Regions from separate parts of the Ovis aries genome. Here region 2 is linked to region 1. A link is a contact called in public Hi-C data. All regions are on one chromosome and are shown on one strand. Each heading gives the region's core, a stretch centred on a gene start, on an enhancer-like site or on the middle of the called end of the contact. The rest is flanking DNA. Distances are from core to core; before and after follow the strand shown. Region 1 has its middle 33 kb from the start of ADD3. Region 2 holds the start of ADD3 (adducin 3).

The links. Hi-C and Micro-C count contacts between places; a contact is called where the count stands out from the background.
Region 2: a contact with region 1 is called in a Hi-C map of tail adipose tissue, with 2.5 times the contacts expected there. The contact joins the promoter of ADD3 here to the enhancer-like site in region 1. A contact is called at or near these places in 3 of 16 Hi-C or Micro-C datasets (skin fibroblasts and tail adipose tissue).

The regions. Positions count from the first base shown.
Region 1 is chr22:30,082,203-30,085,444 of ARS-UI_Ramb_v3.0, reverse strand. No RefSeq gene overlaps it. Among named protein-coding and RNA genes, the nearest start is that of ADD3, 33 kb to the left of the region's middle. Within about 2 kb of position 1,849, at least 7 of the 54 cell types and tissues checked have an H3K27ac peak or open chromatin away from gene starts, as enhancers often do. A contact at or near this core is called in tail adipose tissue, where this site is marked.
Region 2 is chr22:30,115,065-30,118,141 of ARS-UI_Ramb_v3.0, reverse strand. ADD3 (adducin 3) reads right to left here and starts at 1,661. Exons shown (of 13, transcript XM_060404448.1): 1 at 1,496-1,661.

The sequences.
Region 1 (3,242 bases), core at 600-3,099:
GCCAGGCACCCCCTCCCTGGGATTCTCCAGGCAAGAACACTGGAGTGGGTTGCCATTTCCTTCTCCAATGCATAAAAGTGAAAAGTGAAAGTGAAGTCGCTCAGTCATGTCTGACTCTTAGCAACCCCATGGACTGCAGCCCACCAGGCTCCTCCGTCCATGGGATTTTCCAGGCAAGAGTATTGGAATGGGGCGCCATTGCCTTCTCCAGAATGAACAGTGTAGGGATTTATAATAAAATGGAGTGTACGTCACCTTGAAGGTAAATCCATCCCAAATTGATGGTTAGATAGTGTGATGGCCACTTGACATTCCTGGCATTCTTAACACAACTCTGATAGGTGATGGGCCCAGAGAGATTATTGGCATTGGCTGTATTCTGTTTGTGAGCCCTGGTGAGAGGGAAGGACATTCCTGGAAGAGTTGCAGGGGAGGAAGAGGTTAAGGGCTTGGTTGATTAAGAAGATTCTTTCCACATTTGTCTGAGGATGGATTGGCAGGTTGGAGGGTTCAGATCATAACTGAGAGGGGAGAAACTACAAATATTGATGATGGTGATGATGATGATGAACTTTGGGTCCGAGGTTTAAGGTGAAGATAGAATGAGAGAATGGCTTTTGAAGGAGGTGATTGAGAACATCTACAGTGGGACTATGTGAAGGTGTCTCCGTCTGGCTGAGTGGTTCAGGATTTTACTTCTATGTGGAGACAGAGTACCCTGGGGTGGTCCTCCTGACTGGTGCCAAGCATCCACGAATCCAGGCCAGGGCCACACCCTGTCTTTAGAGTCATCTCTTTTCTATCTTTTTCCTAGTTTTAAGGCCATGCTATTACATAATTTGGACACAACAGCCAGAGATAACTTTCTGCTTGAAACAATTGTATTTTTTATTGGATAGGTTTGACTAAGTAAAAGACTTCTTTCTTCAAGTGAGCATTTTATTCTGTTAATTGTAGAAAGTCTTTGCAGAGACATTTTTGCAAATAATGGAATCTAACACTTCCCCTAAGAGAGTGATCCCTAAGAATTCCCAGACCTTACAAGGAAACAGTGCACCCCTAGCATTAAATTCATTAGAGTCCCATCAGAGCATTCTAATGCAATTTTTATGAAGTGTCTTTTATTTTGTACTTGGTTCTTCTGTAACAAATGAGTCATTGATTTTCAAAAAATTTTAAATGTATCCAGAACCTTTTTTTTTTTTTGGTTTTTGTTTTGAACAGCCACTTAGACGCCAAAACCAGTAACCCTGTCCTGTCTCCCTGCTGCTTTGCTGTAAAGAGAGCTTTCCTCTAAATGGATCACCATGGTTCTGCTGACAAGGAACCAGCCAAATTGTTGACTAGGTGAAAGAAACGCCTCACAAGTCTTTGTAAAATGTGGCCCAGCAATTATTATTTAACACTTGTGTGCTCTGTTCCAGGAAGGCCTGAAAACAACAATTTAAAAAAGAATTTTAGGGCTAATCTCAGGTCTCTTTGTGATTTACAAGGTATTTTAATCTCAGGTTTGTTTGGAAGCCTCTCCACGTGAGTTTAAATAGGGAAGCTGACTGGAGCCTCACCATAAAACTGTGGTTGGGTACGAGAAACCGCGGAGGACTTAGTCAAAGACAGATTCACTTGATGCCAAATTCTTTTCTCTCATCCAAGAGTGGCCAACGAGACCAAGGGTGGGAGTGGGAATTCACCAGGGTTTTTCAACAAAGCATTCCAATAAATTAAAAAACAAACAACCTTTGTTAGAATGAAAAAAAAAAAAAAGTGTTTGTAATGCTGGCTTGTTAGAGCGCCCTCATGTGTCTCAGTGTGGTAATATCATTTTGGGACTTTCAAGGTGCAAAAAAAAAATGCTCTTCTGAGTCACTCCAACACTGTTGAATGACGTTCTGTTCCTTCCCATTTGTTTCCAGGGCCACACAGGAAGCTCCTTCTTGTTTAGGTATTGTTAGAACTTCCAGTGTGATGATTATTTTTTATCAGAGGCTGTAAGCATAATCTACCTCATTTTTCAGAGTCTCACATGCATATAGCATGTTCAGTAAGTACCTACTCCCGGCTTCCCAGGTGGCGCTAGTGGTAAAGAGCCCACATGCAATGCAAGAGACATAATGAGACTCGGGTTCAATCCCTGGGTTGGGAGGATCCCCTAGAGGGCCTGGCAACCCACTCCAGTATTCTTGCCTGGGAAATCTTATGGACAGAGGAGCCTGGTGGGCTACAGTCCATAGGGTCACAAAGAGTCAGACACAACTGAAGCAATTTAGCAGGCACCTGACTGTGTTAGTCTGGTGGTATGAAGAACTGGCATTGGTGGTATGACACTGAACTTAGCTTCCAGAACTCATCAAACATACACTCAGAAAAGGGGAAATTTACTGCATAAATTAAATTATACCTCAGTATAATATAAACTATACCTCAATAAGCCTCACATAAAAATTTTTTCAATTCCTAAAAGAATCACCACGGACTTCTTCCAATCTACAAATCGCTAACCCTTCTGGGTTAACAAACTCTTGGCTTCCTTCTCTTTGCCCATCTGTAAAAGACACCAGGATGAACTCTTATGAGTCTGCTAGTTCCAATCCATTTCAAAGCCCCAGTGGGGCCAGGCTGCATTCCAAGCAGTCCACTCCCTGACTCTGCCATTGTGCCTTAGAACGAGTGTGCAGTGGCATGGAGCCTCCCTGGCATTTCGATATTGAAAAGGAAAACCTCAAAGTTCCAGGCCAGTGCTAACTCTGTTACCAACAAGGGGGAACCCATTGAGGGGAAAGGAGATCTGGGCCCTGAAGGCAAATTCGAACTGTCAGTTTGCTGGCTTCCCTCCTTGGCAGATAACAGCCAGAGGCCGTGCCTTGTGCAGACCATCCATTAGTCACAAGACTGAATGTTCCACCCCAGGCAGCGCCCAACATCTGATTCTAAAACAAACAGCTTTGATTCAGTGACTCCCAAATGTTCTACCCACCCTTTTCCCCAACAATGGTGATCCACAAATGTTAATCCAGGCCAGTGTTCTTAAACTTTTCTAGGCTCAGTTATCCCCTACCTTGCTAAGACCTAATTCTTATATGTTCTTATCACACCCACACATAAAAGTAACTATGTGAGGTGATGGATGTGTTAATTAGTTCAATTATAGTAATCATTTCACAGTGTATACATTTACATTAAATCATCACGATGTACACTTTTTAAAAATCACCTTGTACAACCTAAATATATCCAGTTTTTTA
Region 2 (3,077 bases), core at 412-2,911, 33 kb before region 1:
GTCCTCCTCCAGCTCTACAGCTTCGATCCGTTGCGTGCCTTGCGGGAGGGTCGGAGGAGTAAAAGACCCCGACGGAAGCTCGACTACGAGGGATAGGAAGGGCGCCTTGGAAATGCCGCCCGCCCAAACCTGAGCAAGGCGCCCCCCTCCCTCCACCACCGGCCACACTCCTGAGGTTGAGCCACAGCTTTCAGAGTCAACCTCGGCCGCCTACACTGGCTGTTGGGTCTTCAGCAGGAGGCCACTGCTAAGGTTCAACCTCCACACACCCCTCACTGGAGGGGCCTGGGTGTTCTCAGCATAGTTGCCTATGGGGGCGCCTCTTTCCCGCTACTCATCTCCTCAGAGGGGCAGGGGCTCTCTTATCAGCGCCACTTGTACGCTTCAAGGGTCTTCACCCCGAATTTGGCCCCTGGCCTTGAGACCTTATGAGAGCTCATCTCTTGGAGGTGAAAAGTCAAGGCACTGCCAGCCTTGAAAATGAACTCGGGGCCCGGTAAACTTTGCAGGGATGTAGATCTATCCACAGGTGACACTGGGCCACCCACCCCCCGCTGCCCAGACAAGACCTACCCTAGAAATGGACCTCCCAGCAACGCACACCTTTCTCTCCCACCCACGACTTGCACACCCCTCCCGCATACGTGTCCTGCGCGGGCACAAATCCACTCCCAAGCCCACCCTCTGAGCGACATTCTGGTTATTCACGGTCTCTTGGGTCAACCCCACCCTAACACACAACAGCAAACTTCATTCCCCACCCTTATCTCCCTTCGTTTCCAAGGCATTGGCGACAGTCCACTTCATTTCCTTCCTCCTCTGCAGACTCTTCTCTTCCCCCTCAAATAGTTCGTGCCATCCCCCTCATCTTCATCCCCTCCTTCTTCCCTAAAAATGTGCTAATTAAAATGTAGTTTCCTCTTCCCACATATGAAGTGTGGAAAATGAATCTTGTCTTGGCACAAACTGTGATTCATTTATCCTCGCTTTCTCTCTCCACTGGACCAAAGCTATAGAAATTTTAGTCTACCACCATCTCCCATATGCTCAAAATCTAACCATGCCTCATGGTTTTTAAATACCCCTAAAGGATGGTGGGGAAGGTTTCCTGGCTTTGGGGAGAAAATATTTAGAAAATGCTTAGCGTGTCATTTTATTTGGCATTTTAAAATATCTGCAGTATTTGAGAGAGATATTGGGAGTGGCTAGATGTTTTCTTGCATTTAGAAAGCAAAAAATGAAAAAAAAGCTTGGCACGCATCAAGGTTAGCCGGTTTATGAATAGCCCCCCAAAAGTGTATTAGGGGTACATATCAGACAATAGTCTCCACTGCACAGGACGTTTGCCTGTCAGAGATCTAGAGCACCCCCCCCCCCAGCCCCAAAGGAAGACAAATTAACATAATCCATTTTAAGCATGTCTGATGAGCAATCCTTCCCGTGATCACTCCATTTCCCACAGTTTCTGAACAAAATGGATAAAAGACTTGCTTACCCGCTTAGGATGCAAGGCTTTCTTGTGTCCAGGGCAGTAGACGTGCGTGTCTTCTAGGTGTGGATTCTGCAGTGCTGCACAGAAACCCACTGCAGCTTCAGACCGGCGGCAGCGGCAGCTTCTCCCAACGCCGAGTAGTAAAGTGTGTGACTCTGGTAGAGACTCCACAATTACCATTAGGCGCTTGCTTATGAGAGAGGAGGCGGAATCTTTCTTAAAGGAATGGGTAGTGTTTTTCCTCTCCACTATTTCTTCATGAGAGGCTGAAAGGGTGGAAGCAGGGAGTTTTTTTGGACTGAGTATGGCCGTACAGCTGTGGGAGGTCAAGGTTAAAATTAACTGGGTGATCGAGGGACCGATTTAGTGTGAGTCAATGAAATGCTAGAAGCATTGGTTTTAAAGAGCCCTGCTAACTTCAAGCTCTGGGGTCCATGGCAGAAATAAAGTGATGTGCCTTGAAACTGACTAGTACTTTGTGTTAATAATTAATTTCGAATCATCGCTTTAAACTGATAACTCTAAAAAGGGAGGTTATTTCATATTTAATACAAGAACACGAAAAGAATAATAAAACACACAATTGGGAACAAGAGTCAAGTCTTACTAATAAAAGCATATCTGCTATTTCAGTGAATATCAGTATTAGAAAATATTGTAAATCAACTGTACTTCAATTAAAAAAAAGAAAAGAAAATATACTATTGCCAGATCAATCTGTACTTGTAAAAATTATAGTATTATTTATAGAAAAAACAATAAAAATCTAAACTAAGAAAATAATAGCTTGCTATTATGCTATTTCAGTGGCAATTCAAAGTTCAGCAAAATTAAGGAACTCATAGGTAGATTACTTCAAATGCATCCAAATTTACTATTTACACTATTAGAATGTGGTGTGTCCACAAAGGAGGAAAATGAGTCTGCTTTATAACTTTAATTTTTATCTCAAATAATATTCCTCAGTTTAAGCACTGAACATCTGAGATTTTTTTTCTTCAGTGGTAAATAAGGAGGTGTGGTCCCACAATATGAATAGAGAAAAATATGGAAAATATTCTGCGATTGATGTTTTTACACAGCTTTTGTTAACGTTTGTTAACTACCAGTGATCTTGAGCAGGTAAGTAAACTTTTTTGTTCAATCGTCCCCTATTTTTTAAAATAAGGATGTTGCATTGAATTTTCCTTTAGTATTCCAAAATGCTTTGATTTTTATGACATTTATATTTTTGTTATTTGATGCATGTGTATTTCACTCTACACTCTGCTTCTCCTGAAAACTTGGATTAAAAATGTCTTTATTTTAAATGTGTAAGCAGAGCTTATTATTTACAACTATTCCAAAACTATTTTGCAAATCACATGTTGTTTTTGTAAAGGGAAAAAACTTAATTTTATCTGACTTATGATTGTGTACCCAATTATGACCAATTTTCCTGCAGCAGAATCCTACAATATTGCTAAAAATACTGACTGACTGGAATACAAAATATATGTTTAATAGCAGTTGGAACATCATTAAAAAGAACTGGTACATCATCAGATGGTAGAGTTGGAACAGAGTTTAGAGCTCATCGACTCCA